Linked DNA regions of Macaca mulatta: region 2 is linked to region 1. The links are chromatin contacts, called in public Hi-C maps. All regions are on one chromosome and are shown on one strand. Each heading gives the region's core, a stretch centred on a gene start, on an enhancer-like site or on the middle of the called end of the contact. The rest is flanking DNA. Distances are from core to core; before and after follow the strand shown. Region 1 holds the start of RDX (radixin). Region 2 holds the start of FDX1 (ferredoxin 1).

The links. Hi-C and Micro-C count contacts between places; a contact is called where the count stands out from the background.
Region 2: a contact with region 1 is called in a Hi-C map of fetal cortex germinal zone, with 4 times the contacts expected there. The contact joins the promoter of FDX1 here to the promoter of RDX in region 1. A contact is called at or near these places in 2 of 14 Hi-C or Micro-C datasets (fetal cortex germinal zone and liver).

Annotation. Positions count from the first base shown.
Region 1 is chr14:111,069,408-111,072,553 of T2T-MMU8v2.0, forward strand. It overlaps RDX (radixin), which reads right to left and starts at 1,622. Exons shown (of 16, transcript XM_028833947.2): 1 at 1,475-1,622.
Region 2 is chr14:111,201,678-111,204,823 of T2T-MMU8v2.0, forward strand. It overlaps FDX1 (ferredoxin 1), which reads left to right and starts at 1,579. Exons shown (of 4, transcript XM_015115633.3): 1 at 1,579-1,963. The coding sequence starts at 1,779.

The DNA.
Region 1 (3,146 bases), core at 372-2,871:
TAAATTCCATCATATATAAAAAAGCGATTAAGCAAAGAAAGTCATTGCAATCCTCTTTACAGCATACGATTAACTTCAAAAGGAGTGTTTTACATGTTGCTGTATTTGAAGTAAAGTATTGTTAGTCTCTGGAAGATAAAGTACACTGGGGAAAGCAAAGGAATTCTGAAAATAAAAAACTGCAATCCTGAATATTAGTCTCCTTTCTCAAATCCAGTGATGCTGTTTTGGCAAATGGATCAAGCCATTATTTATCCAGCAACATGAACGGGGTAATTGTTCCTTCTTAGCTCCATCAGTCATATAAAAGAGTATTTAGTGTTCCAAAAAAAAAAAAAAAAAAAAAGAAGTATGCTCCGTAAACAATAGATTGCAATGTCTATGTCAAAGTACTCGTTTATCAAATAAACCCTTATCATCTTAGGCTTTTATATTTACATCCTGCCAGTGTTAGTGCCACAAGACTGCCATCGAGCTCCTCAGCAACGTGTCTTCCACCAAAATCTCAACTGGATTTTAAAATATATTTTTATGAAGTTGATTTTTAACACACCTCCAACCTAATAATTACTCTTTAAGAAAAAAAAAAAAAAACCAAATATTGGGAATGTTTGAAGAAACGTGACATCTGTTTAGGAAGTGATGTAGTCTGTTTAAACTGAAGAAAAAAAAAAAATGCACTGCCCCCTTTCAAACTTAGTCCGGGAATTGAGCTTAGAATCCTTTAAAGGAAAAGAGGGCTATCATGAACTGAACTTGTCTGGTGGGGTCTGAGACGCTAAAACTGAGCGGCCTCAAGGGCCCGAGAAAGTTAGGGGCTCCAAGCTGCAACAGCAGCAGGGAGAGCTGTGCACGGGAACCGCGGCCCTGGCCTGGCGGGTGCTGGCGGTGGGAGCGGCTGGTGCCCCAAACCCTGTCATGCAACATCCCCTTTGCCACTGGGGCGGAACGCACGCTGTCTAGTAATTCAACACCCCTCCTTTCAAACCGGAGGCCGGGGGACAAGTTCTAATAAATGCAAAATCGAATTCTACCTACGATGAATATCTGGATTTGCAAACAACCCTTGGGACGACGCCAGCCCGGGCCCGGGGCCCAGTCCAGGCAGCGGTAGCCCACCGTCCCCAGGGCGCGGGGGTCCGAGGCCGGCGCTGAAGGCAGACCCCGCGCCCCGAGGAGAGGAGAATCGCGCGGCGGCAAGGGTCGACTTTGGCCCGGCAGGCACGTTCGGGCCGCGGCTCAGCCACGACTCGGGCAGGGCCTCGCGGCCCCCGCCAGCCCGGATAGGAGCCTGGCCGGCCGGGCCATTACCACGGTGGCGCCTCGACCGAGGGGCGCGAGCGGAGGCGCGCTCAGGCCCTGGCGGCGGCGCCACGGCCGGGCAGCGCGGGCCCCGCAACTTCTCGCCGCCACCTCAGCGTCTCCGGAGGAACCGGGAGCGGGGAGTGGGGGAAGGGAGGGCGCCGCGGCTTACCCGGAGAGCGGGCGACTTCTGCCCGCCGGCGTGTGGCTGGGGCGCTGCGCGGCGGCGCGGCTGCGGCAGGGAGGGAGAGGCGGTGGTGCGAGCGCTGGGCCGCGGGAGACGACAGGCGCCGCCGCCACCGCAGACAGCTCCGCAATATGGCCGCTCGGCGCCTCCTCGGGGAAAAGGCGGGGCTGCCCGGCGCCCCCCGCCTCCCTCTGCCGGCCGGCCGGCCTGCCTCGCGCCGCAGCCTGAGCGCCAACGCCGCCGCCGGGGGCCGCCCGCGCCCCGCCCCTCCCGCGGGCTCGCAGCCGCAGGCCTGGCTCCGGGCGTGGCCGGGGGTCGCGGTCTAGGGCCGGCCAACGCGAGGGGGGAGGCTGCGGGCTCGGGAGCCCCCAGGGAAATAGGACGAACGCGCCGGAGGGTCGAGCCCTTCTGGAGAGCGCTGGGCTCGAGCGAAGCCTGCGGTCGAGGGAAGCGGAGCCGCCCAGCCCAAAGCTCGGAGTGTGCCCGCCGCCTCCCCAACGAGTGGAAACTTGAAACTCCCGCTGGTGCCAGCAAACTCACTGAGGGCGTTGCCGTCGCCCCCAGAGGAGGAATTCTTCCCAGAGGGAGCCGGGGACCAAATGGAGCGTGAGACTTGGCTGTTAGGTTTGAAGATCCTGGACTGGGAGAGAGAAAAGGGCCTACCTGAGCGGAATTTAGATTTGCAACAAAGAACGTTTACATTATTTTGGCAGGTTTTAACCAACTAGAAAAACTTAATTTTTCAGCGACAATTTTAAAACTTCACCAAAACTTCAATGGATAAGACCCCAAATCAGGAGTGCAAATTTTAATCCAAGCAAGGATGTGTGATAATTTTTTATTACCAACGATATGCTTTGGCAGTTGGAAGGAGTGGGTTAGCAAGAAAAAGTTGGAAGTAGGGCCCCAAAGCGCCGCCAAAGCTACATAATTCTAGATTTAGAGAAAGTTAGGCATTCAATCTTAAGACTAAGTCTAACCCACTCACTTTAGTGGCTGGGATGAGACAGGAAGCTCCTGATTTCTGGATCAGTCTTCTGTCCATGCTGCGTCCCCTCAGCATTGTCGGATGGGATGATTCAGGGAGCAAAACTTGCTGTGAATATACAAACAGCAAGCGCACAAAATCAGATTCGCCTGGCTTGCCCTGTTTGAAATAGTTTTTTTGGCTTAGCTTTTGTGAACAAACTTTAGATTCAAATTACAAAACTGAGTATATGTACTTTTATAGGACAAATAACTCCTATACTTCCTGCCTTAGCATTTACCTTAGGTGAGACAGTAGCTTTTCCAGGAAATATCTGTAAATCACTTTCACTAGCCTGCCTCTCCAGTGAGTTTCCACTATTGCCCTTTGAGACCTCTCTGAACAATTAAAAGCCCCCAAGAGACTCAAGGGTAAAACTCAAGGGCCTTTAGATAGCAAATTCCTCAAGGATGAGAACCAGGTGTGTGCTTTGTAACCAAATAGGTTCTTGTGGTTCTTAGGGACCACCAAAAGATCACTCCCTACCTTCTCCCTAGGTTGCAAGAATTATCTTGGTTATTGTTCAGCCTACCACTTCAGGTTGCAGGCATAGTCAAACTATTATGTAATACTTCCCATGAAGTAGGTAAGAAAAAAAGTATTTTGTAAATTCCTACATAGTACACTAGT
Region 2 (3,146 bases), core at 329-2,828, 130 kb after region 1:
CTGATGATTATTAATGGAAATTACATAACATTAATTTATTCGCCAATATTTATTGGACCCTTGATATGTTCAAGATCCTGTAGCTGGTGCTGTCGGAGTTATTAAGATGAACTATACATACAACTACTCTATGTATACAAACAACTACTCTACAAAGCAGAAAACTGTCAAGTGCCTTAAAGGAGTTGAAACTGTATTTGCTACAGGAGGGCTGAGAGAAGAGAGAACGTCTACATTTTTTTTTTTTCTTTCCAATTCTCTTCCTACAACTAATTCATCTGACCTTGGAGGTTTGATCTTATTTAAAAAAAAAAAAAGTTAACTGTTCTTTTACAACCTCCTCTTCAAGATTACTTGTCAGGGTTTGCTGTGCCCTTCGCAGATTTTTCTTTACCCAAAGAGTTGAGGCAATTAGGAGCCATTGCCTTCTCTCTGCCATTGGGTTCGAGAAAGCACCATACATTGTCCGCAGAGACTTTACTCAGGTTTACACTTTCTTGTTCTGAATTATCAAAAATTAGTGGGGCGTGGTGGCACACGCCTGTAGTCCTAGCTACTCGGGAGGCTGAAGCAGGAGAATCACTTTAACCTGGAAGGCGGAGGTTACAGTGAGCCGAGATCGCACCACTGCACTCCAGCCTGGACAAAAGAGAGGCTCCATGCCAAGAAAGAAGAAAAAAAAGTATCTGATTGTGTTTAGCATATCTGCAATATCCCCTTGACTTTGGCCTTTAGCCTCTTTATGAGTACCCTGATGGAGGAAGGCCCAGGAAGTGGTAGCCTTCCTGGTTTGTGACGCACTGTATGTTTTGCGTGTTTGTTTAACATCGGAATGGCCCTGAAGGCTGGAACATCTTATCTGTGTTTGAAAATTATGGAAACTCTGATCCTCTAGGAGAATAATTTTTCCAAGGTCTCAGATCTCTAAGGTAGTAGACCTTGGATCTGAACATTGCTATTTCTGACCTTAAAGCCCATGCATTTCCCACAACATATTAACCATGATAAAGTGTTTTTAAAGTTAGTTCATCTTTTCTGGCTTTTGTGAAACTCTTTTAGAAATCTCAGCTCATCACAAAGTTTCCTGTTCAGTCTCGTGGGTTTCATGTACTCAGCATTTATTTGCCAGTCAAGGTCTAGGATGGCTGCCTGTCCTCTGCAGCAGCCCCAAGCCTATTCATTATTGTCATTTACAATTTTACAGTCATAATTATTTCTTTGTATAATAGCATTCTGAGATTTTTCAAAATTTCCCCGTTCTTGTTTTACAGTGCGCAGAATTCACTTTTGCTCTAACTTGACTCTAAGATGACACAATTTCCCAGTTTTTTCTTTTTTTAACGGCTGGGGGTTGGGGGAACACGGAACAGAACACAGTGGTCTAGCTAACTGGTTTCCGCTAGCCGTCCAGCTATCTTTTAAAATATTTTGTTTCTGCATGGCAACTCTGGGCGCTAAGAAACCACCCAGCTTACGACGGAACCTAGAGGATAGGTAAAGGTCCCCTGCGCTGGCCCCGCCCCGTGGGACTTGGCGGCGTGGGCGGGAGAGGCGGGGCGGGGCCGCACTTTGCTCGCCAGTGTCTTTATAGGTCACCCGGAAGGCACGCGGGGCCTCGGCGCGCTGCTCCCAGTGGGGCCTCTCCGCCACTCCAGCCCCGCGCCCTTCGCCACGGCCCTCTGGCGTCTGCGCTGCAGCTGCGGCCCCCGCCTCTTTGGAGTCTCTCGCGGCCGCAGCCCGCGGCCTGCGTCGCTTCCGGCAGTTCCGGACCGCGGGCGATGGCTGCCGCTGGGGGCGCCCGGCTGCTGCGCGCCGCTTCTGCGGTACTCGGCGGCCCGGCCGGCCGGTGGCTGCACCACGCTGGGTCCTGCGCTGGAGTCAGCGGCCTGCTGAGGAGCCGGGGGCCGGGCGGGAGAGCCGGGGCGAGCCGGCCGCTGAGCGTGTCGGCGCGGGCGCGGAGCAGGTAGGGCGCCATGTGGGCACGGGCCGGGGTCCCCGGTGGGTGGCGTCTGGCTGGTTGGGCCCAGTCTGGTTCCGCCGCCTTCTACGCGCCGGGCCCACACCCCGGAGGCCTGCCTCTCGCCTCGCTCTTCTGGGGTGCCCTCGCGGCTCCGTTTTGCTGCTCGGTGGCGTCGCTGCCTCCCTTCCGTCGCACCGCAAAGTTCCTTCGCGTATTACCCACTCCCGGCGGGAATCGGGGACTCTGGACGCCCAGCTACCTTTCCCAGCGCCTCCCGTGCCCACAGGAAAGCCGGGACTTTGCTGGTGCTTGTTCTCCGTGTGATTTGTCTGGGATCTGACCTTTGCTCTGCCCGAAACTGACAGTGACCTTCGCGACAGGCTCCCCTGCTGCTGTCCTGGCCTGACACTCCTGCCAGCCGTTTCTTTCCCGGCCTTGCCCTGCTTTGGGAGGACACCTGGGTCCCAGGTCTTTGTCAGGGGGTGTCCAGGTAGAATACACCAAGCCCATAACCTCTGCTGCTCTGTAGGCCCTTTGCTAGTTGCTCAAGTGTTGAAAGCCCCTGCGTTGAAGTAATCCGCCGGGACTTGAAACTTCCCTTTGGCACGGATTGTCTGACGTGCCTAACTTCGTCAGTCCTTAGGAACCCAGTTTCCCCATTTGCAAGTTGAAGATAATAACAGTTTAGACCTCCTACGGTTAATTGAAGAATAAATGAGTTAATACAGCGATACGGGTAGTCTTGTGTCTGGCACATAGGGCTCGGTAAATGCCACTTGGTGGTAGCAGCAGCAGCAGCAGCAGTCTCCTAGCCTCACAATGTTGAGAGGGTTTTGTTTTAAATATTTTAAGAGATGTGAACAATTTCCCCCAAATGTGTTGAAGTTTTAGGTTCTTGGGCATATTTGTTTTTCAAAGACACTCCCTAAATATACTAGAGATAAAATTTAAACATGATTTCTAGCAGCAAGGAGGCTAGAAACATGGTGGCGATTTATATAAAGCAGATCTCTCAACAGCCCCTTGACCTCGTAATGTAGGGTAGCAGGAATAGAGAACTAGAGGGAGAGTATGTTGGATTTATATGCTGCTTTTTCTAGTTTCTTCTTGAGAAGGTCTCTCTGAGAGTAGGGTGTAAGACTTTCAGTCATCTTTTCCTCACTAATCCCGTTGTCTAGTGGGTGCT